Linked DNA regions of Neogale vison: region 2 is linked to region 1. Evidence: chromatin contacts called from public Hi-C data. All regions are on one chromosome and are shown on one strand. The core of a region is the stretch at or near the end of the contact, and the rest is flanking DNA. Distances in the headings are between cores, read along the strand shown.

Region 1 (6,878 bases), core at 352-2,851:
GGCCAGGCACTGTACATACCCCGTCTTTACCCCCAGCCCCGAGGGGAGGCTGGCCCACTCTGCCAGGAGCTCTCCACCCGCATTCCGGGCAAGAAAGAATTATTCAGAGAATTTAAATTAAAGAGAGACGATAAAATTTGGAATAAACTAGGCCCGGCTCCTTTTTGGAGGGGGTGTCCGTTGCCGCGGAGACAGTGACGGGGATCCCGGCGAGTTCCACGGAGCGGGCGGTCAGGCAGGGAGCAGGAGCTCAGGGAGACAGGGTGTAATTAGCACTCCCGGCGGCAGGGGCGGGAGGAGGGAAAGCATCTGTGCCCCAGGCAACTCGGAGAGGTAGAGCTCCGGGAAAGAGGCTAGCTCGACTTGAGGCGCGGTGGCAGGGGCCGGGACTCAGTGACCGCCGGCGGGAGCGACCGCGGCGGGGACCGGGAAAAGACACCTTCGGGCGGAGGCTTCCACGCCCGCCCGCCAGGAGGCGGTACTGCCAAATTACCGCTCTTCCGGAAGTGCCCTCTACGTCGCCTGCTCCGCCTGCGCTCGGGAGGGGAGCGAGCGCGCTTACGCTGTTGCTACAGCAACCAGGAGACGGCGGCTGTGCCTAACGGTCTGGAATCCAGTACCTTTCCCGGAGTGAGGGAAAGTCTCGCGCATGCGTGCTGGGGCCTCTGGCACCCGTTCGCCTCCCGAGCGGTGAGAAACCTCGCCTCAGACCGACCTCTACGCAGGCGCAGAAGCCCAACTCGCTCTCCTCCTTTTCCACTCTGCGCAGGCGCACAAAGCCGCGCTGGCAACCTCCGCAGCGGCCGCGCGCACCCTTCACCCCGCTGCCTGCTTTTGTCTCGCGCAACCTTCTTAGGCCCTCTGCGAAATCGGCCCTTCTTTTCCTCTGCTCTCCTCACCCGGAGGGGCAGGGGCAGAGAGCCGGGACCCCGCCCTTTTTCCGTATCCCTTCTCCTGACCAACCTCGTCTCTGTCCTCCCTCCCTTTTCGGTTCCCGAAGCCGGAAGGAGCCGAAGCGCCGACGGAAAAAACCGAAGCTGTCTCCCGTGAGTGAGGCCTTCCCGAAGCGGTGGCGGAAGGAGCCGAAGTTCACCGGCTGGGGAGGAGTGAGTGCAGTGTCCGGAGAGAGCCGAAGCTTGGCATCGGGTTTAATCCTCGCGTCCGAGAGCCAGCGCTGGAAACCTTCAGAAAGCGCAGAAGTGCGGGACGTTTAGGATTGTCGGAAGTAGCCGATTGCTTGGATAGGGCCGGCAGCGAAGAGCGGGTCGAATCTGCGGGAGCAGCGAGAGACGGGGACGGTTTGAATTGTCGGAAGAAGCCGAACCCTTGGGGGGGGGGCGCTGGGCGCAGAGGAACGCGCGGACCTACGGAAACACCCGAACGTTGAAGAGCTAGTTTCCGAAAAGTTACGATAGCCTGGGAAGCCGGTGAAATCCTCGCTTCGGGTGTTTTCGGAAGCTGCCGAAGCCGCCGCTAGCGATTCCTTCTACGGCCCGGAAATAGCCGACGCTATTTGGAGCCAGGCTCTGGGGGGGAGGGGCGGTTCGCGGGCGGGAGGGCGGGGAGAGGGGCGGAGCCGGGGCGGGGCGGGGCGGGCGTCCCGGGCTTGATTAGGTAGGAGGCGGCGGAGCGCCGGCGGCGGCCGGAAGTAGCCGAAGCGAGCGGCGGAAGTAGCCGAAGCGGCCGGAGCGGGCGGGCGGCAAGGCGAGGCCAGAGCTGCACAGGCCCTTACGCGGCCGCCTCAGCATGTCGGACTTCGACGAGTTCGAGCGGCAGCTCAACGAGAATAAGCAAGGTAAGGGCGCCGGGGGCGGCGGGCGGCGGGCGGCGTGGCTTCTGGCCTCTCCGTGTCCCGCGCCATTTTACTCCTCTCTTTCCCCCTCCTTTCAGGGCCGCGCGGCGCCCCCCCCCCACCGCTCCGCGGCGCGCGCCTCGTTCACGTGACTACCCGGCGTACCGCCGCGCGCGAGAGGGGAAGGGAGGGGAGGGGGCGGCGGGCGCGGGTCCCGGACGCATGCGCGGCGCGCTCCGTTCTGCGCCCCACGTGGTCCGCGGCGGAGGCGGCGCGGACCCGCGGGCTGGCTGGGTGTTTCCTCGCGTATTCGCCACTCTCTTTTCTTTCTTTCCTTTTTAAAATACTCTGAAAAGAGGGTTTCTGTGTATCCATTCCGTGGTGCTTCCTTTCTTTCCCGCTGCCCCGGCACTTCCGCTTCCGGCCGGGCCCGCGGCCCGGGTCTCCACGCCCCCTTTGTCCCAAAATGGCGGTTGAGAGCCCCCTTCACGTGGGCGCGGCGGAGCCCCTGCCCCCCCCGCTCCGAGGCAGCGGGCTGCGGCGGTGTCCCTCAGGGGGGAGGACACGCGTGCGTCCTCGGGGCGCGGCGCCCGCGGCGTGGATTGTTGGCTGCTCGTTTGGTCCCCGTGGTGGGGCGCGTGGACGCGGTCTTTGCCGTGTTGTGCCGCGCCGTGTGGGACGAGGGGCGTGGGGATTGCGGGGTGTCAGCACCAGGGCAGGCGGTGCACGCTGCTGCGGTCCGTGTGCGGGGCCGGGCGGCCGGGAAGAGGCCTTGCTCTGGAGCGTCCGTGCGCTGGCCGCCGTGCTTCCCGAGACCCCTGTGTGGGTGTCGCGGCCCTGCGTTTGCGGCATCGAGGAGGGCCATAGTGCTAGGTGATCTGGGCGCGCGCCCTGCGCTGGGCTGTTTGCTGAGCCCGTGGGTGTCTTCGGAGTGCGCCTCCGAGAGAGCGCGCGAGGCGGAGCCGATGTGTTTGCTCTGCGCGGGGAGGCAGGCTCGGGGTTCAGCACTTCCGCGGACCTCAGCTGGTCCGGGGCAGAGCCCGGGTCACGCGGGGAACACGGAGAGGCGCGCGTGCCGTGGGGTTCGGTATACGCTAAGGGCTTGATAAGCGGCGTGGTTTTTGTGAAACTGTCCTTTGTGCGCTGTCGCATTCCAAAGCGGAGAGGCCCGTCTTCGTGGAGTTGGCGCCGGCGCCGAGAGGTGCTTTGCAAGTGTCGTCGGGCCGCATCCTCACCGCGGGGGCCCACGGGACCTTTGTTTCAAGGAGGTTTGGCTGTGTTTGCGTGATTTCCCATCGTCAGGAGGCAGAAAGGCTGCAGTCCTCTCTGCGTTTGCCAGTGGGAGGCCGGGCTGCCGGCCGGGACTGCTGGAGCCCCTTCTGGCTTCACTGCGGCACTGGGGGGCCAGCCCTGAGCCCCAACCTGAGTGCGGTTGGTGGAACTGGTTGTGTGGGGAGGCGGGAAGCTCTGTGCACGTGTCGCTCTGCCTGCAGATCCTCCCCTCTGGGGGCCAGCCTCTAGCTTCAGCCCATGCTTGGGGCACGTGTGTCTCCGGAGAGTGAATTTCCTCGTCTGGTGGCACGGGCATCTCTGCTTCCTCTGCCGTCCCTCTGGCTGTGTGTTCATCTCAGAGCCTCGCCTTAGGGAGAGTTCTTGGGGCTCAGAGCCTGCTCATCTTACCAGTGTGGAGCCAGAGGCCCGCAGCTCCAGGCCGCAGCTGCTGCATGTCTGGTGCCTGCCGGTCTGTCTGTTCCTGCTTCACCCCAACCGTGGTTAGGGCCAGTTCAGCTTTCGTTTTCCTAACTTGATAGGGATACTAGCGTCATTACTGGCAGCTTCAGGCAGACCCTTGAGGGTTTTGCGTATCCTGAGTTAAGAAGTGTGTCCAGGTGCCTAACCATACTTGATAACGTTACAGGGTGCACTTTCCGGGCACACGTTGTCTTGGTTTTGCCATGGGCGAGTCATGGGCTTTTCTGTGCCTTGGTCTCTTTATGTTATTTGGGTTTAAATGTTTTTTCTGCACAGGAAGGGCTGAGGGCAAGTGGGGCTACTCAGTATAGATGGGTTTTAGGAGCATTCTTTTGTCTGCTGCTCCGGTTTTTCCTTTTCTGAGATGCTTGTTTATCTTGAGTTTTAGTCGTTCTGGAATTGAGTTTTATTTATAGAAAGTTCACACATGAAGTCTCAGAAAACATAGAAGATGAGGTAGTAACAAGGGGGCTAAAGTCCACCACCTTGTCCTTACTGCATCTCACTGCTTTTGTCCATGGATGTGTGGTAGTGGAGGAGTTGGGGGGGTCTTCGAACCAAAGAATAAGGAAACGCACTGGGACTCCGTGCTGGTGGGTTGGTCCGCACCTCCTTCCTGGGGTGAGAGGTCTTTGAGCGGAGGCTTCTTTGTTTTTATGGGCCTGGCTGTGCTCCATTCTGAGTTGTCACCCCAAGGCCATTGAGGGGGTTGAGGGAGCCAACTGGGGGCTGGACCCCAGTCCCTGGCTTTGGGGGAGTGTGGGCAGGATGGGGTGGTTTGGGATACCAGCCTGTGAGGACGGGGGCTAGGGCACGCTCCTCCCCCAGCTCCTGAGGTGGGACCAGGTACCTCCTCTGTAGCCCAGGATCAGAAAGGGGCACATCCCTACAGGAGGGCATCCTGCATTCTTCACCTGGTTGGGAAGGGACCGTCAGGTGTCCTGGCTTCCTGGGGATGTCAGATCCTGCCTGGCAGCTGACCCCGGGGCCTGATGGTGGGGCTGTGGGTGCCAGCTGGTTGAGGAGGTCTTTCCTGAGGGGTCGCCAGTTTCCTTCATTCAGGAAAACATCATTGGGTCTCTTGATTCCCCAGCCTCTAGCCCTGCCCCTCTCAGGGACGACCCTGGGGTCAGGCCCCTCAGCCCTCGAGGGGGACCAGGAGCCAGCCTCCTCTGTCTTCTCTGGCTCCCCAGCTCCTCCTGAGCAGCCTCAGGTATCTTACACCCCGGGGGCGTTTCCAGGCCCTGTCCCCTCAGGTAACCAGCTCCCGTGCCCTTGGTCCCCCAGGGTCCCTGGACTGGCTTGTGGACCCAGGAAGCCTGTTATCTGCCCTCTTCCACTGAGTCCCTTCCCCTTGGGGGTGGCCTCCCTGGGGCTCGGGGCTTAGCCACCAGTGAGTGGGTGGGCTGGGCGGTGTCCTCCCTCAGCTCATTCTCCTCCCCCTCCCCCTGGCCCAGAGCGGGACAAGGAGAACCGGCACCGGAAGCGTAGCCACAGCCGCTCTCGGAGCCGGGACCGCAAGCGCCGGAGCCGGAGTCGGGACCGGCGCAACCGGGACCAGCGGAGCGCCTCCCGGGACAGGCGGCGACGAAGGTACCAGGGCTTGGGGACCCCTGGCTCGGCACAGGTGGGGTGGGCTGGCCTGGGAATGGGGTGTCGGTGCGCTCAAACCTTGTGTTCCTGGGATTCTGGCTTTTCTCTGTACCTGAGGGAGGGGTCTGTTCCTTGCCTGAGTTCTAGGTTTTTTTTTTCCTGTTTCTGGAGTTTTTTCAGTTTCTGGTGTGTTGGCGGGGACAGTAGGTTCTTGATCTTGGAGTTGAGTGTGGAGTCAGGGCACTTGATTCTTTCTTCCTTTGTGACCCTGTCCCAGTCTCTGTCACTCAGGGCTGGTTTCTTTTTCTCACTGTCTGTCTGGTTCTGTGTGGGATCGTCTGCTGGGTCCTGAGCTTTGCCTCCTGGGAAGAGGTGGTTCTTGAAGTGCGGCAGCATCTCTGACCCATGCCTGTTCTCTGTTCTTCTAACGCTTCTTCTTCGTAGACTGCTCTCTCTGTTTTCTGTCCCTTTAGGTGAGGAAGGGTGGGGTAGGTGGAAGTTTTCCTGCCTCCTTCCACCTCAGTTTCTCCAAGTAGAAAGTGGTCCATGTGGCCTTTTTGCCCTTCCTCAGTCCCTCTTTCCTGGGGTGGGGGAGTTTGGGGGGTATGGCAGGGCCAAGGGGGCCTGGTGGCCCCAGCCCTGGGGCTCTGAGCCCTTGGGGAGGTGTGGCGTGTGGGGAAGACGAGGGTCCCCAGTCACCCTTCCCCATACCTTTCCCTCCCACCCCCAGCAAACCTTTGACCAGAGGCGCTAAAGAGGAGCACGGTGGATTGATGTGAGCTTCTCTTCCTGCCCCTTCCACCCCGATGTCCACTCCCTTTGCCCCCTCCCCTGCCCCTGTGCACCCTTCCCTGTCCTCAGTCAGCCCCAGCCCAAGTACTGGGGACGAGATTCCACTGCCCTTGAAACCGGCACCCTCCCCCAGGCCTGGGTGCGGCCCTGACCCAGATCCTCTCCCTCCTGGAGAGCGCTGCACTCCTGGTGGGGAGCTGAGGGGAGCCTGGGGTGCTCACAGTCCCACCTTTGGTCAGACTGAGGTTGTCCTGCCCCGCTCTCCCCTCCCCCCTTCCCAGTCGCTCCCCCCGCCACGAGAAGAAGAAGAAGGTCCGTAAATACTGGGATGTCCCGCCACCTGGCTTTGAGCACATCACCCCCATGCAGTACAAGGCCATGCAAGGTACCACATCTCAGTAGGTGATGGGCTGAGTGTGCTGGGTGCCTGAGGGGCAGACTCTGATCTGGTGGTAGGGGCCGGGCGGGGGGCCAGGGTAAGTTTTGTGTCCTGGGCCTCCTGGTTTCTGCCTTTCAGACCACCACAGAGGAGATACTGGGAGACTCCCTTGGCGGAGTGGGGTTGAGCCTCCCATCGGGCTGGTCCTTGGGGAGCTGCCCTCCTGTGGCTCTCGGGGTGTACAGTGGGTGGTTCCTGAACCGAGTCAGGGGTGTAGAGGATAATCCTGTTCTACCTTTCTTGAAGCTGCGGGTCAGATTCCAGCCACTGCCCTTCTCCCCACCATGACACCTGATGGCCTGGCTGTGACCCCGACGCCCGTGCCCGTGGTCGGGAGCCAGATGACCAGACAGGCCCGGCGCCTCTACGTGGGCAACATCCCTTTTGGCATCACTGAGGTACTGCCCGTCCCCTGCCTTTTCCCTGCCCCTACCCTCTCCCCAATCCTCCCTCCCATTCCTCCCCTTCCCTCCCTTCCCTCCCTTCCCTCCCTCAACCTGCACGGGTCAG
Region 2 (6,259 bases), core at 2,661-5,160, 370 kb before region 1:
TCACCACCAACAGGACAGGGCTTCCGGTAATGGACCCCTCCTCCCTGACCCAGCAGTCCAGGCCCCCAGCCTCCTCTCTCAGAACCAGGAGTCCAGACCCCCAGCCCCTCCTCCCTCAGATAGGGGAGTCCAGGCCCACAGCCCCTCCTCCATCAGACCCAGGAGTCCATGCCCACAACCCTTCTCCCTCAGACTCAGGGGTCTGAGTCCCCAGCCCCTCCTCCCTCAGACCCAGGAGTCCTGGTCCCCCAGGCCCTCCTCCATCAGACCCAGGAGTCCAGGCCCCCAGCCCCTCCTCCCTTAGACCCTAGAGTCCAGGCCCCCTAGCCCCTACTCCCTCAGACCCTGAAGTCCAGGCCCCCCAGCTCTCTCCTCCCTCAAATCCAGGAGTGTAGGACCCCAGCTCTTCCTCCCACAGGCCCAGGAGATACACTCTAGGAACTGACCATGGCCCTGACTTATACCCTGAGGGGAGAGGCTAGGCCCCTGGGGGCCAAGGCTATGCAGGGCTCTTAAAGTCACCAAGTCCCTGGGAACGTGGGGCAGAATGAGAGTCCTGGACAAGACTCCTCAAGGGGTACAAACGGCTGCGTTTGCCTGTTCCCTGAGCATGGAGCCCAGACGTAGCTCCCATGCACTGAGGACCCACTACACAGGGAGCACTGTTCCAAGAGGTTCACACTTGGGAAGATCCTCCCTGATCTGCTGTCAGGGCTCTGCACAGCGGAGGAAGAAATCAGTCTCAGGGAGACAAGAGCCCTGGCCCAAGCAGGCACAGCAAGTGGGGACAAAGAAGGGATTTATAGCCCAGGGCACGTGCAAACACGGGGAGCTAGGACCTGAGCTGGGTCAAGGGAAGGGGTAGGCCTGGAGTCCCGAGTTCTCAGGGTAAATTAACCCCCCAACTCCCTCAACTCTCCAAAACCACCCATCTGGAGAAGGGAGAGCAGGCCATGAGGGCCAAGAGCATGAAGTCATGGAAACTCAGGCCGTGAAAGGGGGGCCACACGTGCCCTGGGAACGGGATGAACTCGGCTCCGTTTATTTCTACCCGGTTGTCATGGTGATGGGGGGGGTGTCAAGGAGGGAGATGGGCCTTTCCCTTTCAAGGACCTGGCCAGGCACAGGAATCCATGTGAAAGATGCCCGAGGCTTGGGCACCAGGGATTCAAGAATCCAGATGACAGCCCCCACCCCCGCACCCCCCTAGACCCAGGAGTCCAAGCCCCTCCCCCACCCATACCCAAGAATCCCAGCTGCCACCCTCCCTATTCAGACCTAAGAACTGCAGCTCCCAATCTCTTCTACACCACACTGCAGAGCCAGCCACTAATGCACAAGGCGATTTTGTGGAGAAGGGACAGTACAGGAGCCTTCTCAAGTGGTCAGCGAACCCACCTGAAGCACAGGAGCCTTCTCAAGTGGTCAGCGAACCCACCTGAAGCAAGCACCCAGCTCTAAGAACTCCCAGACCACAACCAAGGCAGGGGGCTGACGCCCCGGGACCCACTCCAGGGAGAATTCAGAAAAGAAATCACAGTCCCAGGACTCACCCAGACAAGGCCCAGGAGCGTGGGACAGGGGATGCCTGAGACCTGGGACTTTCCCTGCAAAAACCAGACCAGTCTCATGCAAACCACCATGAGCTGGTCACCCCACCCCAGGCCTGACCTAACCCCAGCTCGCTGGCTTGCTGGCCATGTGACCTGAGGCGGGAACTTCCCCTCTCTGAACCTCCAAAGCCCTAACCCTTCAGGCCTCCTACAAAGTGAGTTTACCAGGTACCTGCCTGGAGTGGGAGAAAGATCTCACCTGAAAAGGCAGCCTGCTAGGCAAGCTCAGAGTGGCCTTTTGCAAGGGTCCAGGCCCAGGGGATGCCAGAGAAGGGGGGATTCAGCCTCAAGAGCAGGACCAAGAGCCCCTGAGGGGAAGTCCAGGTGAGCCAAGTCATGGATGATGGCGAAGGGGGACATGGGAGCCTGACACACCCCTCCTGGACTTGCCAAGTCCTCTGAGAACTTACAAGATCTCAGGGAAGCAGGACTGTTCTGTGGGTGGAAGAAAATTTCCCAGATAGCACGAGGGACTCTGTAGGGGACAGGCCTGGGGGGTTGGGAAAGAGAAAAAGGGGGAGGCCGGGCACTTAGACCAGGCAGCAGCAACTCCCCAGCTGAATGCCTACGCTGCTTCCTGAAGGGATTTCCACACATACGAGTTCCCTCCTTCTCCAGAGCCCAGCCAGGGAGGGACCCACCGCTAGCCCTGCTGCACAGGAGAGGAAACTGAGGCAGAGAATGGACAGTAAAGCAAAGCCACAAAGCTGAGCAACTGAGGTTAGAACTTAGGGCCAGTTCTGCTTCTCCTCAATCGCTCCTCTCCTCTTTGTGGAGACCTGAGAAGTGGGCTACTTCCAACATCCCTGCCTCCCCCATCAACCTTTCCTTCCCAGGGTCTGCTGTGACTCCATCCATTACCGAACCCTGTGGGTTCTGGCACAGAGGAGAGGGCTGAGGACTGGCCCAGGAAGAAGACGGTCTAAGGGATCACACAGGGGCCAGAGGCTCTTCTGTGACCAGTCCTGTGCCCGGTGGTCCCACCGTGGAGGAACAGATAAATGCACCCAAAACCAGAGAGATTCCTGGAGCATAAGGCGGCCCTACTTCTGGGCCACAGATACACTGGAGGCAACAATCAGGGAGTCTTGGAAAGACACGGGGGCCAGCTTGTGGAGGAGAGGACCAGCAGGGTTCTAGAAGCCTTGCGGAGGTGACATGACGAGAGCCAGAGAGATCAGCCTATGGGAAAGAAGCTGCCCAAATCTCCAAGAGAAGGCATCGGGCGCGGAAAGCAAGATGACCGAGGACAGAGAGGTGGGTGCTCTGAGGTTCCCCAGAAAAGACCAAGGATACAGGCCTAGCCAAGGGAAGGGGCGTGAGGACGACGCGGTGCCCTGAGAAGGACAAACATCCCCCACATATCTCCCACCTGTGGGAGACAGGTGGCACAGCCTCCGGAAAGTGCAGACGGCATCGGCATCAGGGTTGGAAATAGGACGAGGTGACCCAGACAAGGAAGCGAAGCCTAGCAGGAGGGGCCCAAGAAAGAGCATCCTCCCCCAGCCTCAGAGGGCACTGCCCAAGGCTGAGAAGGAACAGGGAAGGAGCACGAAGCCGAAAGCAGCCGCACGGAATATCCGGGCCTAGCAAAGGCGGCGGCCCAGGCCAGGGACAAGGGCAGGAAGCCCGGGGGGCGCCGGAGCGAGAGGACCCTGCTGCTAGAGTACCTGCCTGGAAAGGGGCAACGGGGGCTGGGGGGGGGGGTACCAAACTCGTACAGCGCGCTCGGGGTCGGGAGAAGGCGGCGCGCAGCGGCAACGACGGGGCGGGCGGAACGGACCAGACGGAGGCTGTCAGCAGGGGCTCGCGTCCGGAGAGTGGGCGGCGCAGGGTGGTAAAGACCCGGCAGGCTGAGGAGGCTCAAGACTAGAAGCGGCGAGCTCCAGCGGGTGGAGCGGCAGAGGGGGCGCAGACCAGGGCGGCAACCGCGACTCATGCTGGGGGCACGCTCGAGGGGGCTCGGACCCGCTGACCTGGTGCAGGGCGCTGATGCCGTCGGCGTTGGTCGAGTCGAGCACCGCGCGGGCGGGCGGCGGGGCGGCGGGGTCGAGCTCGGCGCCGGGGCCAGGGTCCGCCGCGCGCAGCATCAGGCGCGCCTCGTCCAGGTCGCCGCCCGCGCAGGCCGCCAGGAACTCGGCGGCGCGCTCAAAGCGCACGGTGCGGGCGCGCCGCTCCGCGGGGCCCGGATCGGTGCCCGCCCGCGCCCCCCACTGCCGCAGCTGCTCCCGCCGCCGCTCCCGGGCCGCGGCCGCGGCCGCCCCAGGGCCCGCCCCCGGGCCGTCCTCGCCGGACATCGCGCCGCCCGCCCGCCCGGTGAGCGAGCGAGCGAGCGCCGAGCCGCGAGGAGGAGCTGCCGCTGCCGCCGCCGCCGCCGCCCGCCCGGGGCCGCCGGGAACTGCCGCTGGCCCCGCGCCGCCGGAGGATCTGTCTGCCTCCGCTCGGCGCGCTGACGTCAGGACGCCGCCACGGGGGGCGCTGGGAAATGGAGTCCGCAAGCGGAAGTTGCTCCTGGCAACCGTCCGGCCTCGCTCCGCCCCGGGGCACGCTGGGAAGTCCGCCGCTCCCCGGATCGAGGGCGATGGGGCGGGGAGCTTCGGGAAAGGCAGTGCTCGGTCCCACGGGGCCGGGAGCCGGGAAAGCTATAACGCCCATTTCCCCACGTGACTCTTTACTGTGGCCCTTGGGTCGGCTCCCTTCAACTAGAAGTACGCGGCCGGAAAACAAGGACATTTGTCTTCTTCCCGGCGCCAGAGTGGGGCCCAAGAGTGCGCGACCCATGAATGGAGGGATACCCGAGGTCACGGGACACGCCAGGGCGCCACGCGACCCAGAGAGCCTTCGGGACGACCCGAGTCCCAGCCTCCCCGGGTGACTGGGATCATGATGGGAGACAAAAGTGGGCAGAGGTCACTGCCTTCCGCCCGCAGCCCCAACGCACGCCGGGAAATGTAGTCCTCAGGGCCCGCCCCTGGAGGCACGGTGGGTCCTAGGCAGAACCCCAAGCACTGGAAAAACCAGGCCCAAGGGCAAGAGGAGTCCAGAGGGGCAGGGTCCACAACAATAGCGCCCCCAGAACCTTCATGCGCCCGCCACTCTCCCGCTCGTGTGCACGCTGGGAAATGTATTCCAGGCTCTTTATGTCCTCGCAAGCCATGCTGGGATTTGCAGTCCTCAGTGAAGCGTTCGGCGTAGCGTTTTATTACGATTTTTTTAAAGTATGTATGTATGTATGTATGTATGTATGTATGTATGTATGTATGTATGTATGTATGTATTTATTTATTTATTTATTTATTTATTTATTTATTTATTTATTTATTTATTTATTTATTTATTTATTTATTTATTTATTTATTTATTTATTTGACAGAGATCGCAAATAGAGAGGCAGGCAGAAAGAGAGGAGGAAGCAGGCTCCCCGCTGAGCAGAGAGCCCGATGCGTGGCTCGATTCCAGGACGCGGAGATCACGACCTGAGCCGAAGACAGAGGCTTAACCCACTGAGCCACCCAGGTGACCCCGCGTAGCATCATAATTCCCTGCACCTTCTCCATTGTGGATTTGTTAGGAAGGGAGAAGTTGGGTGTGCATTTATAGGATCCCAAACCAGTGGGAGGCACACACAATTCTGAAAGATAGGGCTGGTCAGGCCCCAAGAACCCAGTCTGACCACCAAGACCTGGGTGTGGGTCTCGGACTAATTGCCTGCCCACGGCTAGTGTTTCCATCCTCAAAAATAGAACCCTGGTCTTATCTGAAGTGGCAGAGCCCCAGGTAGCTAAAGAGTGAGCCAGAGACCTAGTCGTCTTTGCAATGAGGGGTGGCCTATCCAATGGGAATGAACACTGCTGGGTGGGCTTTCCATGAAGGCTCTTTAAAGGGGTCCAAGCCCCAGAATCAAGCTGCCAAAACATGAGGAGCCATTCACAGGATAACAGAGGAAGATAAACAAAATTCTGGGAGTGTGAGATTAGGCTGAAATATATGAAAGAAAACCCTAGATGTCCCTCCTTAGAAAGAAGCATACAACCACATGGAGAGAGGTCCCAGCCATCCCAAACAGGGCTGCCCTAAACCAACTAGTTCCACTGAGCAGCCAGAAGACTGCGGCTGCACCAGCAAGCCGGGGCCAGATTGGCCGCGCCCAGAAGAACCACCCCACTAAGCCCAGCACCAGCTGCCAACGGACCCACAAACTCATACGCTAGATAAGACTATGGCCGAAACCCAGTCAGATGTGAGGCCCTGCTTCTACAGCCCAAACCAACAGATACAGCCAGTCAGCTGGTCAGCTTCCAAGAACCCCCCAAGTCTGCTGATTGCAAGCCACTTGGAGAGTGGCCAGATGCGGTGGATGGAGAAACAGTGTTTCCACTAATGGGCCCAGGGACAGACCTGCTTATCCCGCATGATTTGTTTTCCCCTTCTACTGCTGATTTCAGGCTGGGCTTCAAAGCCACTAGAACAAACAACTAGAGGTTGCGACATAATGAACTTCTGCCTGGGGATGCGGGGAAAGCAGAGGTGGGAGCCTGTCTCCTCCTTCCACTTTGCCCCTTCCTGCTATCTGGAACCAGAGCTGGGGGAGCAATCTTAGTATACTGGTCAACTCAGGAGGCGAGGACAAATGTGCTTAAGCCGCA

The links. A called contact is a pair of places that touch in the nucleus more often than the background predicts.
Region 2: a Hi-C map of muscle shows a contact between it and region 1, with 13 times the contacts expected there. The contact joins the promoter of PPP1R12C here to the promoter of U2AF2 in region 1. A contact is called at or near these places in 2 of 3 Hi-C or Micro-C datasets (fibroblasts and muscle).

What each region holds. Positions count from the first base shown.
Region 1 is chr7:59,755,519-59,762,396 of ASM_NN_V1, reverse strand. It overlaps U2AF2 (splicing factor U2AF 65 kDa subunit), which reads left to right and starts at 1,601. Exons shown (of 12, transcript XM_044257571.1): 1 at 1,601-1,795; 2 at 5,002-5,137; 3 at 5,868-5,912; 4 at 6,211-6,314; 5 at 6,615-6,766. The coding sequence starts at 1,747. CCDC106 (coiled-coil domain-containing protein 106) reads left to right here. Exons shown (of 6, transcript XM_044257574.1): 6 at 1-143.
Region 2 is chr7:60,132,762-60,139,020 of ASM_NN_V1, reverse strand. PPP1R12C (protein phosphatase 1 regulatory subunit 12C) reads right to left here and starts at 3,910. Exons shown (of 22, transcript XM_044257631.1): 1 at 3,590-3,910. The coding sequence starts at 3,910.